Regions from separate parts of the Neogale vison genome. Here region 1 is linked to region 2. A link is a contact called in public Hi-C data. All regions are on one chromosome and are shown on one strand. The core of a region is the stretch at or near the end of the contact, and the rest is flanking DNA. Distances in the headings are between cores, read along the strand shown. Region 1 has its middle 37 kb from the start of TACSTD2. Region 2 holds the start of OMA1 (metalloendopeptidase OMA1, mitochondrial).

Region 1 (6,480 bases), core at 3,043-5,542, 59 kb after region 2:
AAACAATTAGGCTGTCATTATCTCTTCAACCTGCTGCAGGTATATTTTCCCTAATTACAATGTAGATTTCATTAGCTCGTTCTGCAACATTCAGTCCAGGACACAAAAACCCACCAGACAAATTACCACCTAGTACTCCCTGGGCGCAGGGCCCCTCATCTGAGCAACCGGGGCTCTCCAGGCATATTATCATCATTTGTAGCAGCCTGCAATGGTAGGTGTATTTAGGAAATCTGGTAGCTTGGAGAACTGGTTTCAAAGCTGGGTAATACAGAAGTACGAATATGGAAAGAAGGTTTGACTTTGAGTCCTTGTTCCTTCCTCTGAAAGCCATGCTGACTTGAACAAGAGACCTATCCATCCATCCATCCATCCACCTGACTCTTACTAAGCATCTATACACGACAGCCACTGTGCTAGACCCTGGGAAAGGAATGAGCAATTTCAGCTCTCAAGGAGCACAGCCTCTAGTGAGAAAGAGAGTAAACAACTTCACACCCAGGGAGTAGGCACTGGAGTTAAGTGGAATGTGCCATGATGGAGCCTCATCCTGTGCTGGGACCGGGGGAGTCAGCTGAAGCTTGCTGGAGAAACTGATGTAAGTTGGTCGAAACTCCAGGCAGAGAGAATGACACACGAGCAGGGAAGGAATCTTGAGAAATGAGGTCCAGTAGCGAACTCTGACTAGTTGAGTATGAGTGGGACATAGAACACCAGTCAGGGAATGAGGGGTGACGGATCCAGAAAGAAGAGCTGAGTTACAGACAGAAGGGGACACGATCAGCTAGGGGATTTGAAATGTGTGTTAATGATACGGGGATATTGCACGGTGTAAAGGAGTGGTGCTGGGAACCGAGATGGGCAGTCATAGAGGTGAACAGGGTTTGGTTTGGATCAGTGGGGATGGGGAGTTCGCTGAATCCCTTTCTGGACATGTATGTTGTCGGGAGCCCTCGTGGGTTGTTGGAGGAGATGCTCTACAGTTGTGGGAAACACAGAATGGAGCTCAGAAGAGCCGCTGGGTGGGAAAGTGCCCTCCTCGACAAAGAGGAGCAACAGCACTTTCCTTGACGATTCAACAGCACCGGGGATGTGAAGGCGCACAGTAAGGTGAAAGGCACCATTTTCTGAGAATGAATAACGGGTCACTCAGTGTTCGGGTCTCCAGCCTTGTACTTCCTTTACAGAGTGTAACTGGGATCTACAAGTAATGAGAACGACTATGCTTTGTCCTCTACAAGGTGGACACTCAGTCCTTGTCCTGGTTCTCTCCCTGGGGGAGAAATCACTCTTCACGGTGACATTTTCTCAGGTTCCCTGAAGGACCGAGGGAGTCAAGGCACATGCCCACTTCTTGCCCTCCCTGTCCAGGGTTGGCCTTCACCTCTGCAGGGCTCCCACCGCCAGGACCCCCCATCTACCTCCTAGCACTCAAGGCTTGTGGGGTGGCGCATGGGTACTGGGACGCTACCACACTGGGGGTTTTTACCCCCCCCCCCCCCGCGACTGCCATCTCCCAGACCCTCACCCTCGGTGCTCCCCGGGTGAGAAGGAGAGGTTCTCAGCTCCTGCGTGGGGGATGTTCCTGCCCTTGGTTTTGTCAGGCCCCACATGCATTGGACTGTGTAGGGTGCCTTGACCTGCCGTTCTCTTCTGGGCACCAGGCTTCCTTACAAGTGCCTTGGCTGCTTCCGCCCCACGGCCCCGCAGGCCCCGGGCATGACCGCCAGCGAGGCTGGGTTCCGGGCACGTGACTCGGGCAAGGACCCAAGCACACCGAGCCACGGGTCTGGCCAGGATCCTTTTCTTTTCCCTCTGCAGCCACGGGAAAAGCTCTCCAGATCTGCAAGGGCCTGTTTGGGTTTTGCTATTCTGTTTTTGTCTTTCCTGTCGCTCTCTTTCCAGAGGCGGGGAGGCTGACTCCCTCTGGGTCCAGAGCGCCTGGTCCGTGTCCACAGCACAGGTGTGCGCCCCATGCGCCGGGGGCCAGAGAAGCCGGACTGGGGGGGACGCCCTGGAGGTAAAGCTCCTTGTGCAAGGGCATCGTTCACAGCGCAGAAGGGGTGTGGAAGGGAGCAGGGGCTGCCTCTCCTGGTCTGCCCAGCTAGCTGGGAGGATGCCGCACTCCTTGCTCCCCGTTTGCCCCGCCTGCTCGAAGAAGGCAGAGCCCATTTCCCTGTCTGACCTCAGGGGATGGATATACCTTTGTCGTCTTAAAAATGGTGCTACCTCATTGCCTGCTTTTCAATTCAAGTTGTTGTCTCTCTGGGGAGGTGCAGGAGAAGGAAAGCAAGGCGATGGATGAACATGTCGGAGCAGCTCCCTCCCCCAGCTTGCAGGGATAAAAAGACCCAGGAAGGAGAGTGGTAACACCACCAGAGCCTCAGAGTCACCCAGCTTACGGTGCACTTTGGATTAGAAAACGTGATCCTGTCATAGTGTTCCCACGCCACCTGCCTTTGTGGTTTTGAGGATCCCATCTTTAGCGAGCTACCAGGTTCACCGTTGACTGACGTACCAGAAGCTCTCACGGCTCATTGGCTAATGAAGAGGTGCTGCTTCTCCAAGGCTTTTCCGCTTTTGCCCTAACTAGAAAATCTGACGACTGAGTGTGATACAACTGCTTTTCGCCCAAAAGATCTGTCTTCTGTTCTTTTTGTTTTCCATCATTCATTCAATGATCAAATGTCTTCTTAATCTATGCTACATATTCTATTAGGCATTAGGGATACACAGTTTAAAACAGCAGGATCCGTGCTATGCAGGAGCTCCCAGTCTGGTGGAGGCCCCAGAAATACACAGAGACAAGGAAAAGCCAGGGTGACCCGGGACATGACAGAGGGCTCAGCTGAAGAGTTCTAACCCAGTCTGACCTTGGAGAGGCAAGGCAGGCTTCTAGGTTGAAGGGATGTTTGAATTTTGAAGGTGACACAGAAGACAAGGGCGGAACTAGGGGACATGTTCCATGCAAAAGCAGAAGAGTGTAATGGCCTGCTGGATGGAGCTATGAGTGTTAGGGTTCACCAAATAGTTTGCTATGATTAGAGCAAAGTGTGTGTGTGTGCGTGTGTGTGTGTGCGCATGTGCGTCTGTGTGCGTGTGTGAATGGGGGGAGGACTGGCAAGAGGTGAGACTAGAGAATGGATGGGGCACACCCCGAGTCTTCTAAGCATCTGTGTTGGACCAGGCGCAGGGAGCCTGGTGAGCCTTTAGAGAATCTAAGGCAGAGTGCCTACCTGCTCAGAGCTGTGCTCCACAGAACAAACAAAACAAAGCACCAAACCCCCGTCTGGCTGCAGTGTAAAGGGTGCAGGGAGACCCACTGGAAGCAGAGAGATGACTTTTGAAAATGCAAGGTGTTCTGCCCGTGAATTCCCTTCTCCCAGGCTTGGCCATAGTGGGGAAGACATGTTGAAGCAAAATTTCCATCCGTAAGGTCCATTTCTTCTGTACAGGTAATAGACTAATAATCCTATGGCTTCGCTTGCTGTGTTGGGGTATAGCATGGTGCAGGATTTTTTGGGTTTCCCAGAGAAGGCAGGGATTCCCATGAGGTGGGATCCAGGAGCATGGGCGATGGGAAGGAAGTGATCTCCCCTTTCTGCCCTTGAGTCTAATGACTTGGAAAGGTCACTTCTCATCTCTGAGTATCAGTTCTCTCATCCAAAAACGAGGAGATTTGAACTAAATTGTTTCTTAAGTTCCTTCCAGCTTTGAAACCAATATCATGGTAGTTTGGTGAGCTGATTTTAGAATCCTATGGACCTCAGTCTGAATTCTGTGTCTGCCACTGCTGGCTTACATAACACTCTAAGGCTAAGTTTAAAACGGGGTTGATACAACTTCTTGTAAGGCTCTTGTGGGGGGATCAAATGTAACATTGTACATAAAGTATTTAGCACTGTAGATACAGTGCTATCTATAAATGGGTGGATGCTATTGTGATAAAACACCTTCATGAATGAAAATGGCTGACCCAGAGAGACCATGAAACAAGGAAACTCACCCGTAGACCACACGATGTCAAGGAACTAGACAAAAGAATGCTTCACAACCTGCCCAAATTCATCTTTCTGCGCGGTGTTTTCTGATGGGCGGGCTGGTCCACGTTACAGGGCTGAAATCATTGTGCTCATCCGCTGTGGGAGAGCGCCCTCTGGTGGCCTCAGAGTTAACATTTTCATTAAGATGATTGAAGAGCAGATGTAGCTTTGGGGATTTATAAAGCAAACAGCGAGGATTTGGGGGTTCGTTAATCTTAGATCGAGCTAATATAGCTAATCTTAGATAAAGCTAGTAAAGTACCATTAATTATATCACTTCTAATAGTAATTCTTTAGTCAACTTTTCCATAAAAGTCATGTTCCTGGCATTTATTAGATCTTGCAGTTCTAAAAGACAAAATTACATTTTAAATTAAAACATAAATTATATGGAACATTTGAATCGCACATAAAATCTTCACAGTAGTTCTTTGTGCCATGAAATTGAAAATAATTTGGCATCACTCAAAAGGACAGTGCTAGAGCAAAGCTGGGGTTTGCTCAGGGTAACCTTGCTACAAAAGGGGCTGTGTGACTTTGGACAAGGTGATTCATTTCTGGGGACCTGTTTCCTTCTATTAGGATATAGGACTCTAAGCCCAAACAGTTCCAAGGTCCTTTCCAGCTCTCAGATTCCTTGATTTGAGAGAAATATGTTTTCCATTTTCTTTTAATATTAGGGTTCTGGCTTCAAAGAAACTTGATGTCAGTTTTTCTTTATGAACTGGTGGGGTCTGAAGCACAGTACTGCAAGGCCCATTTGAAGATGAGTTTTAACATTGTATAGAATTAGCTCTAGCTGTCTGTAGCAGAATCTTGGTCATTAGCCGAGATTCATGTGCTCCTTCCATCAGGTAGAATTCTTTGCAGATGCAGCTGCCCCATCAGCTGAGCCGTCTCTCTTTGCATCCAGGTGGGACCATATGATTAGTTCTTGACCGAGAATTTATGAGCAAAAATGATGTGTGTCCTCCAAGCCAAGGTAGTTAAATATCAATTGTGTTCCCCCATTCTTTCTCATTCCCCTTTCAAAGAGGGGACACGTGAGCTATGGGGAGTCACAAGATGGCAGAGCCACATGGGAAAGTGCTTGGGTACCTGAATTACCCATTGGAGATGCGCTGCCCAGGAGAACCACCCCATCAGATCACCTGCAACGGACTTCCTGTGAGTGAGATTTTACCATGTTGAGTTAGGGGCGGTTTGGTAGAGCATGGCTTTTTTTTTTTTTTTTTAAGATTTTATTTATTCATCAGAGAGAGAGAGGGAGAGAGAGCGAGCACAGGCAGACAGAATGGCAGGCAGAGTCAGAGGGAGGAGCAGGCTCCCTGCCGAGCAAGGAGCCCGATGCGGGACTCGATCCCAGGATGCTGGGATCATGACCTGAGCCGAAGGCAGCCGCTTAACCAACTGAGCCACCCAGGCGTCCCAATGATCTCAACATATTCTCCAACTGCCTGATGCTGAAATCTCATTTGAGACATTGTATCTAAGCAAACTGAGCTCATAAAAGCTCCCCCTCTTTCTCTCTCTTAGGAGAGATATAGAACTACTCAATGTTAGTCACAGCTCTGTTCTGAAAAAGAGCTTTCCAAGATTTCCTTTGAACTATTTAATTTTATTACACAAAATGAGCCCAACTTAGACATTCTTCTGGTTCTGGATGGGTCTAGACGCTGCAATTACTGCTGAGTCATACCTGTCAGGTGTTTGGGAACAAAAGAAAGTCCAGCAATCCCTGATGTGGAAAAAATTGCCTAAGCTGTTAAACTGCTTTCTGAAACTTTCCAGTTCTTCTGCATTTTGAAGTGAAAGGAATCACTGATTCTACCCAGTAACAGGTATCAGAGTTATTAACTGGTAAGTCTTATATTTGATAAGAGGAAAGATATGGGAATACAAAAGCAAGATTTTTGTTTGTTTGTTTTTCGTTGTTGTTGTTTTAGCAAGGGTTTTAAAAAAATTTTTTTTAATCTTTTTTTTTTTTTTTTTTAAGTAGGCTCCACACCGGGCGCCTGGGTGGCTCAGTGGGTTAAGCCATTGTCTTCGGCTCAGGTCATGATCTAGGGGTCCTGGGATCAAGTCCCGCATCGCGCTCTCTGCTCGGCAGGGAGCCTGCTTCCCTCTCTCTCTTTTTCTCTCTCTCTCTGCCTGCCTCTCTGCCTACTTGTGATCTAATAAATAAATAAGTAGGCTCCACACCTACTTAAAAAGGTGGAGCCCAACACAGGACTCAAAATATAAGATCAAAACTCTTGATCTCAACGCAGTTGAGAGTTAAACGCTCAACTGACAGAGCTACCCAGAAGACCCCAAAGCAAGTTTTTTACTTAGCTCTATCTTTCTGCAAACTCTGACAATATTTTGTTTAAGCCAGCACCCTATGAAAAAGAAATTGAGAATCAGTGATGTAGAAACACATCAGCAAGAGGAAGAC
Region 2 (6,069 bases), core at 3,280-5,779:
TTATATACTTTATATATTCCAACCTTGAATTATTAACATATCACGTGAATATAGGGCATGCTAAGTAGACATCAACTCCAAGTAACCCTTGTGGAATCACTATCCATTTTAAATGAGTTCAGACTTGATACATAATAATCTGATGTTATTAACAAGATACTTTCCAAGTTTTGTTGTTTTTTTTTTTTTGAACCAAGCAGAATGTAGTAAAATAAATGAAGCTTAAAAATCATTTCAAAATTAGTATCTGAGTAGCTAGTAAGGTTCTTCATCAGCTAGGTAGTTTGTGAGTTACAGATGCAGCATAAAATCCAGTCCCTGCCTTCATGGATGTTATGGAGTTGAGGGGGAAAATGTATCTAAGCAGGACTATTAAGGGATATTAAGACATAGTTCCTCATTAAGTATCACGCATTATATGAATTTTTAAAAAAGAAAGGATATCCATGAGTAGCAGAAGAGTTCAAGGCAACTCTTCTTTTTTATGCCATATGGGCAGATGGAGAAAAAAAGTGTTTCAAATGGGAAAATATACTTAAGGTTTAAAAGTTTGCTAGAAGTCAAACTGCAAAAACAACACAAAACCACATTCTTAGATCCTTTACTATAGGAGATAAGCTTCAGACACTTGCCTGATAACAGTCCCTTTATAATGGCATCCTACAGCCTCAACTTAAGGGACAGGGCCGGACTGTCAATCTTTCCCAGAGACCCCTGCCACTGGCCACAGAACCAGGAGTGGATATACAACACAGAAAAGACTTTTGGTGAGGCAGTATCAGGCAAAGGAGTATAGGCATGTATAAACCGAGTTATAGTTGGTGCTATGGCAACACAAAGCAATATGCAAGCAAGAACTGCAAACAAAAACCTTTACAAAAGAAACAGATCAACAGGAAGGACAATGGAATCAATGTGAGGAAAGGAAAAGGTCATGAAGTCTCAGGGAGAGGAAAAAGGCGGGGGGGGGGGGGGCAAGATTCAAACCATCCTGTTCCCAAGAGCCCACTGTACTTCTAAATTTAACTGAGCTTCATGAGCTTTTACTTTCTTCCAAAACCAATTCCCTCTCTTCAAAGAGTTTCCATATCTTGTAAATAAGTGATCTCTGACTTAAGAAGTTACACGGTGTAAGTTACATCTATACAAGCTGGTAACATTTTGACATTACACATGCTGCTTATTAGAATTAGCTAAGGGTTCCTTCTAGACTTTGTAAAGCCGAACTCCCAGTTTTCAACACTGATTCAATTCTAGATAATCAGTTCTGGATAATCTCTGCAGTGACTTTACCATACAAAAGATCTCAATCCAGGGGAGCCTGGGTGGCTCAGTGGGTTAAAGCCTCTGCCTTGATCCCAGGGTCCTGGCATCGAGCCCCCCATCAGGCTCTCTGCTTGGCAGGGAGCCTGCTTCTTCCTCTCTCTTCTGCCTGCTTCTCTGCCTACTTGTGATCTCTGTCTGTCAAATAAATAAATAAAATCTTAAAAAAAAAATCTCAATCCACATTAAATCAGTCATGTCAATTCTGCCTCCTTAATATCTCAATCTACCTTTCCTGGGCTCTGTGGCCTTAAATTGTGGATTACTATATACCCTCACTCTCTCTGCCTATTAAACCACCAACTCCTACACCTTCAGCTCATCAAATGCAAATCAGACAACAGAATCCTACTCCCACAACTCGCATAAAGTCCTACACTGTTAAGTACTATGCAGCCATTTTTTAAAAATTGGAGATCTGTGTAATGGCAAAAAGAGACACGAATCTTAAAAACTCTTAAAAATAACAACAAATGCTACTTGCAAAAATTCTGTAGATCAGGAATGGCAAACTCAGTTGTGTAAACCGATGCTGCACGACAGAAATTTCTGCAATGATAGTAATGTGTCTGCGTTGTTCAATATGGTAGCTCCTACCTATGGCTACTGAGCACTCAAAATGTGGCTGGTGTGACTGAGGAACAGAATTCTTAATGAACTCAATTTTAGTTCATTTGAAACAAAATGGCCATAGGTGACTAGTGGCTACTATACTCAATAGCACAAGTCTGTAGGGTCCAGGCAAAGTCATACTTAAGTAAATGTAGGTTCATGTCCATCTAAAGAAGATGCAACAAGTGTAAAGGAACTTAAGCTTAGTGTTACCACAGTTCAGTATTTTCGAGAAAAGTCAGAAATTCAAGTTTAATGTGAAAAGTTATCAGTTTTAAAATGCTGGCAACAAACTTAAAAAACAAACAAACAAAAACCTTTTTAACCACCTCGGCCAAACAATCCTACACTAGACCCCATTCAGTTTTTGATGTCTGAATGATGTTATTCATTCATTAAATATTTAATGAGTGCCTCCTACATGCCATACCACATGCCATTCTGGATTTTTGAGATACCAGAGAAAATAAAGCAAACAAAAATCTCTGCCCAACTTACAGAAATAGCAATGCTGAAATATGCTAGTATATATAAATATAAATAAATCTAAAGCAAAACACAGCAAACTATTCATTATGGTTATTTTGAGTGGCAGAATGGTGAATGTAAAGGATTTAGTATTTTCATCTCATGTATTTCTGTGCTGTTTAAATTTTTACAGGATGTACTATTACTCTTATAAGCCCCAAAACCGGTAAGGGCAACTAATTTTGTAATTTCCAGTGGTTTCCATGGGCTTCCATAAACTCCTCTATACAGAAGACCAAGCCTCTCCTAACACCACCTCCCACTATTTCTCCAGGCATCTTATCCCAGCTCTCCCTCCCCCATTCCTAAGCTCTAGACCCACCGATTTACTTATACCCTTCAGAAAAGCTCGCGTCTCTATTTCTATGCACATCTATAGCACTGCTTAGCTCTGTGACTGCCGCAAACTCCTGCTCATCTTTCATGTCTGGCATGAAATCTTTAAAAAAATTTTGACACAGAAGGGATAAGCAAAAGCCCCAAACATTACATGAACATAACTAGAAACACTATCATCTGTTCCACTGACAGTCAAGTGTCATTTAGAACAGAAATAGTGCCTGATATTTTGCAATCCCTCGTTTATCCTTAAGAAAGGGTAAAGGATTGGGGAAGAAATCTATTTATAGGTTTTCAAAGAGCCAATACTAGACTACACAGAGCCTAAGAAAGAATCAGGGTTACACTTCCTCTTCAAAGAACCGCAGCAGGTCAACAAACATAGCTGGCCAACTTCTAAGACTACTAAATTAATGATGTGAGAAAAAAAATCACACCACTTGGATTGTTAGCCTCTACGAACATTTCAGATCCTTAATTCTTCAAGGACCATCTCAGAACGAGCAAGGACAGCACTCACTGGCACTCGCAGCCGAAGCCTGGGAGACGGTTTTAACAACTCTGCTGAAAATGACTAGTTCTTCTCTGGTTTCTATGGCAACAGCTGTCAGATTGGCAAAAATAGGACGTGTACTTTAAAATAATCATTCAAGCAAAGTACACCCATGATGGAAGACTTTAAAAAAAATAAATAAATAAACTGGAAGGCAACAGACTTGGTTCTTAAGCTTCCAAATGCCAGGCTGCACCCCTTCGCCCCCACGGCTGAGAGGATGCAGAGACCCGCATCATTTTCGCGAGGGTCACACAGCGCTGGCGGCCGTCACCAGAGCCCGTCAGTCCCGGAGCTGCCCCTGAGCGATTCTCATCGCCCCGGACTCCAGTTTCTCACTGAGGACCGCACGGCGCAACATCACCGTCGCTCCTCTCTACGCACGCAGGTGACATTCTTAAAAGAGTGTCAAGAGCAGCATTCGGAGACGACTTCATGAGGAATGATCACAACTCCGCGGAGCTGCTGCGACAGGAAATGTTCCGTTCTCCGTGGCAGGGCTTAGGCAGGAAAACTTTTAGGCTCTCTGCTTTCGGAGGGAGGAGGTGAGAGAGGGTTTGCCTCCCGGGCTGCTTCAGGCGGCTAGAAGCGGCTTTCCACAGGGGAAGGTGTCCGTGTGAGGCACGCCGGGCTGCGTTAATTCTACTACTTTACACAAACACACAAACACACAGCCGCTGAAGAGAAGGTACCGCTGAGGGGAGAGGCAGGGTTCGCTTCCCGGAAGCCACATCCACCAGCCGACTTGCACTTCCCCGGCTGGCTGGGCATCCTGGGGTCCCTGCACTTCACGCCGGGAGGGGACGGACGGCTGAGGCGGGGCTCTCCCGCACCCCTTCTCCACTCGCCCGTCTCCCCCGACCGCAGACGCCGTCCCTCCGTACTCCCGGACGGACGCCCCTTCGTCCCTGGCCCCCAGGCTCCGCCACCCCAACCTTCCCTGCGGTGCTCACAAGCCCCGCCCCTCACCCCCCCCCCCGAAGTCCCTCCACCTCGAAGACCTTCTTCCACCCCAACTCAAGCACTCTGCCCCCGCCCCTTGGGCCCGGCCCAACTCGTAAAAGAAGGGCAAACGCGTCCCCACCAGGACAGACCCTAGCAATGGCGAAAACGAAGACTCCGCCGACCGGACTTGCGCAAGCGCCTACCCCACCGCAGAAGCCCCACCTCCTCACTTCCTGCCCCCTGTCCCGGCCGGGGCGCCTTTTGCTCCGCCCACACCCGCAGAGTCGTCCCGCTAGCGGGCCACTGGCCAGGAGCCCACGGAGGAGCTCTAACGCCCCCGCGTGGTCGGAGGAGGGACGTGGCTGCGGGCTAGGCTGTTTGCCTGTCAGGTCTTCCCTCGAGTCCTTGGAACCTGGTTTGGGACCTCTAAAGAAAGATCCAGGCTAAAATCTTTAAAAAAAAAAAAAAAAAAAAAAAAAGAAAGATCCAGGCAAGGCTGTGACGGCTCAAGAGTCTAAGGCAGGGTACCAGGTGCTGGGTATTATAGAGGGCACGGATTGCATGGAGCTCTGGCTGTGGTGAAAAAATAATGAATACTGTTATGCTGAAAATAAATAAATGTAATTAAAAAAAAAAAAAAGAGTCTAAGGCAGGGCCGGCCAAAGGGAAAGAGACTCGAGGGCTGCCGAAAGACTAAGGTTTCTTGGTTTTGAAGTTGCACTGGTGAAAGTAGTCTCTGGAGTGAGAGCTCTCTGCTTCACGTGACTTCACATGACTTCTGGAACGACACATTTTAAGAAAAATGAAATACAACCTGAAGCAGCTGGAAGTTCGTTGAAAATAACTAGCTACAAAACAATGCGTCTAGTATGTATGGTTTATGCCACCAAAAAAATACTTATCCAGCACCAAGTGTGTTCTAGGTGCCAGGGGTGCAGCAGTGAACAAGAGAAGGACGTGACTTTCACAGAGCTTGTATACACAGTGAGGAGATCTAGGCAGTGAGCAAGCGAACAAGGAAATAAACACGGTATCAGATAGTGGTATGATTCTCTATTTGTTAGATTGATATTCTGTGCACGATGAAAAACATCCTGAAAGATGTAAACACTAAGGACACCTTTAGAGGATTATAAGGTTTTACAAGATTATAGGCACTATTTTCTTTAGCCTTGCTTATTTGTGTTTTCTAATTTGCCTTTTACTTTGAAGGAACTACCCTGGCAGATCCCTGATCACTGATTCCCTGAAAACAGAAGTGGCAGGTCCCTGAATCTTCATGGGCTTTTCTGAAGGGCATGTGTCTGACCAAGGGTTGCAATGTGCTAGCTATCTCCTGCTCAGCATGCCTGAGGAGCGCGCTGCTATCAGTGTAGCAGATGGGGTGGGGCTCTCTGCGATGTCCAGGTGGTTCATATCCTTTTGGACTGTATTATGACAGATCACCAAGATGACACAGTGACTATCATCAGGTCAACTACATGGTTAAGTCCACAGTCAATAAACTGTTCTCCTGGTTTCTGAAGCGGCCAGACTGGCAAATTAAATGGAGATATGACAGAACAACTACTCTGTATACTTTAGGTATTTTTTTTCTAAGATTTTATTTATTTATTTGACAGACAGAGATCACAAGTAGGCAGAGAGGCAGGCAGGGGGAGTGGGGAGAAGCAGGCCCCCTGCCAAGCAGAGAGCCCAATGCGGGGCCCAATCCCAGGACCCCAGGATCACCGAAGGCAGAGGCTTTAACCCACTGAGCCACCCAGGCA

Evidence for each region. A called contact is a pair of places that touch in the nucleus more often than the background predicts.
Region 1: a Hi-C map of muscle shows a contact between it and region 2, with 6 times the contacts expected there. The contact joins the enhancer-like site here to the promoter of OMA1 in region 2. A contact is called at or near these places in 2 of 3 Hi-C or Micro-C datasets (fibroblasts and muscle).

The regions. Positions count from the first base shown.
Region 1 is chr2:47,827,394-47,833,873 of ASM_NN_V1, forward strand. No RefSeq gene overlaps it. Among named protein-coding and RNA genes, the nearest start is that of TACSTD2, 37 kb to the left of the region's middle. Within about 2 kb of position 4,293, the one cell type or tissue checked has open chromatin away from gene starts, as enhancers often do. A contact at or near this core is called in fibroblasts, where this site is marked.
Region 2 is chr2:47,767,880-47,773,948 of ASM_NN_V1, forward strand. OMA1 (metalloendopeptidase OMA1, mitochondrial) reads right to left here and starts at 4,530. Exons shown (of 9, transcript XM_044238337.1): 1 at 4,450-4,530.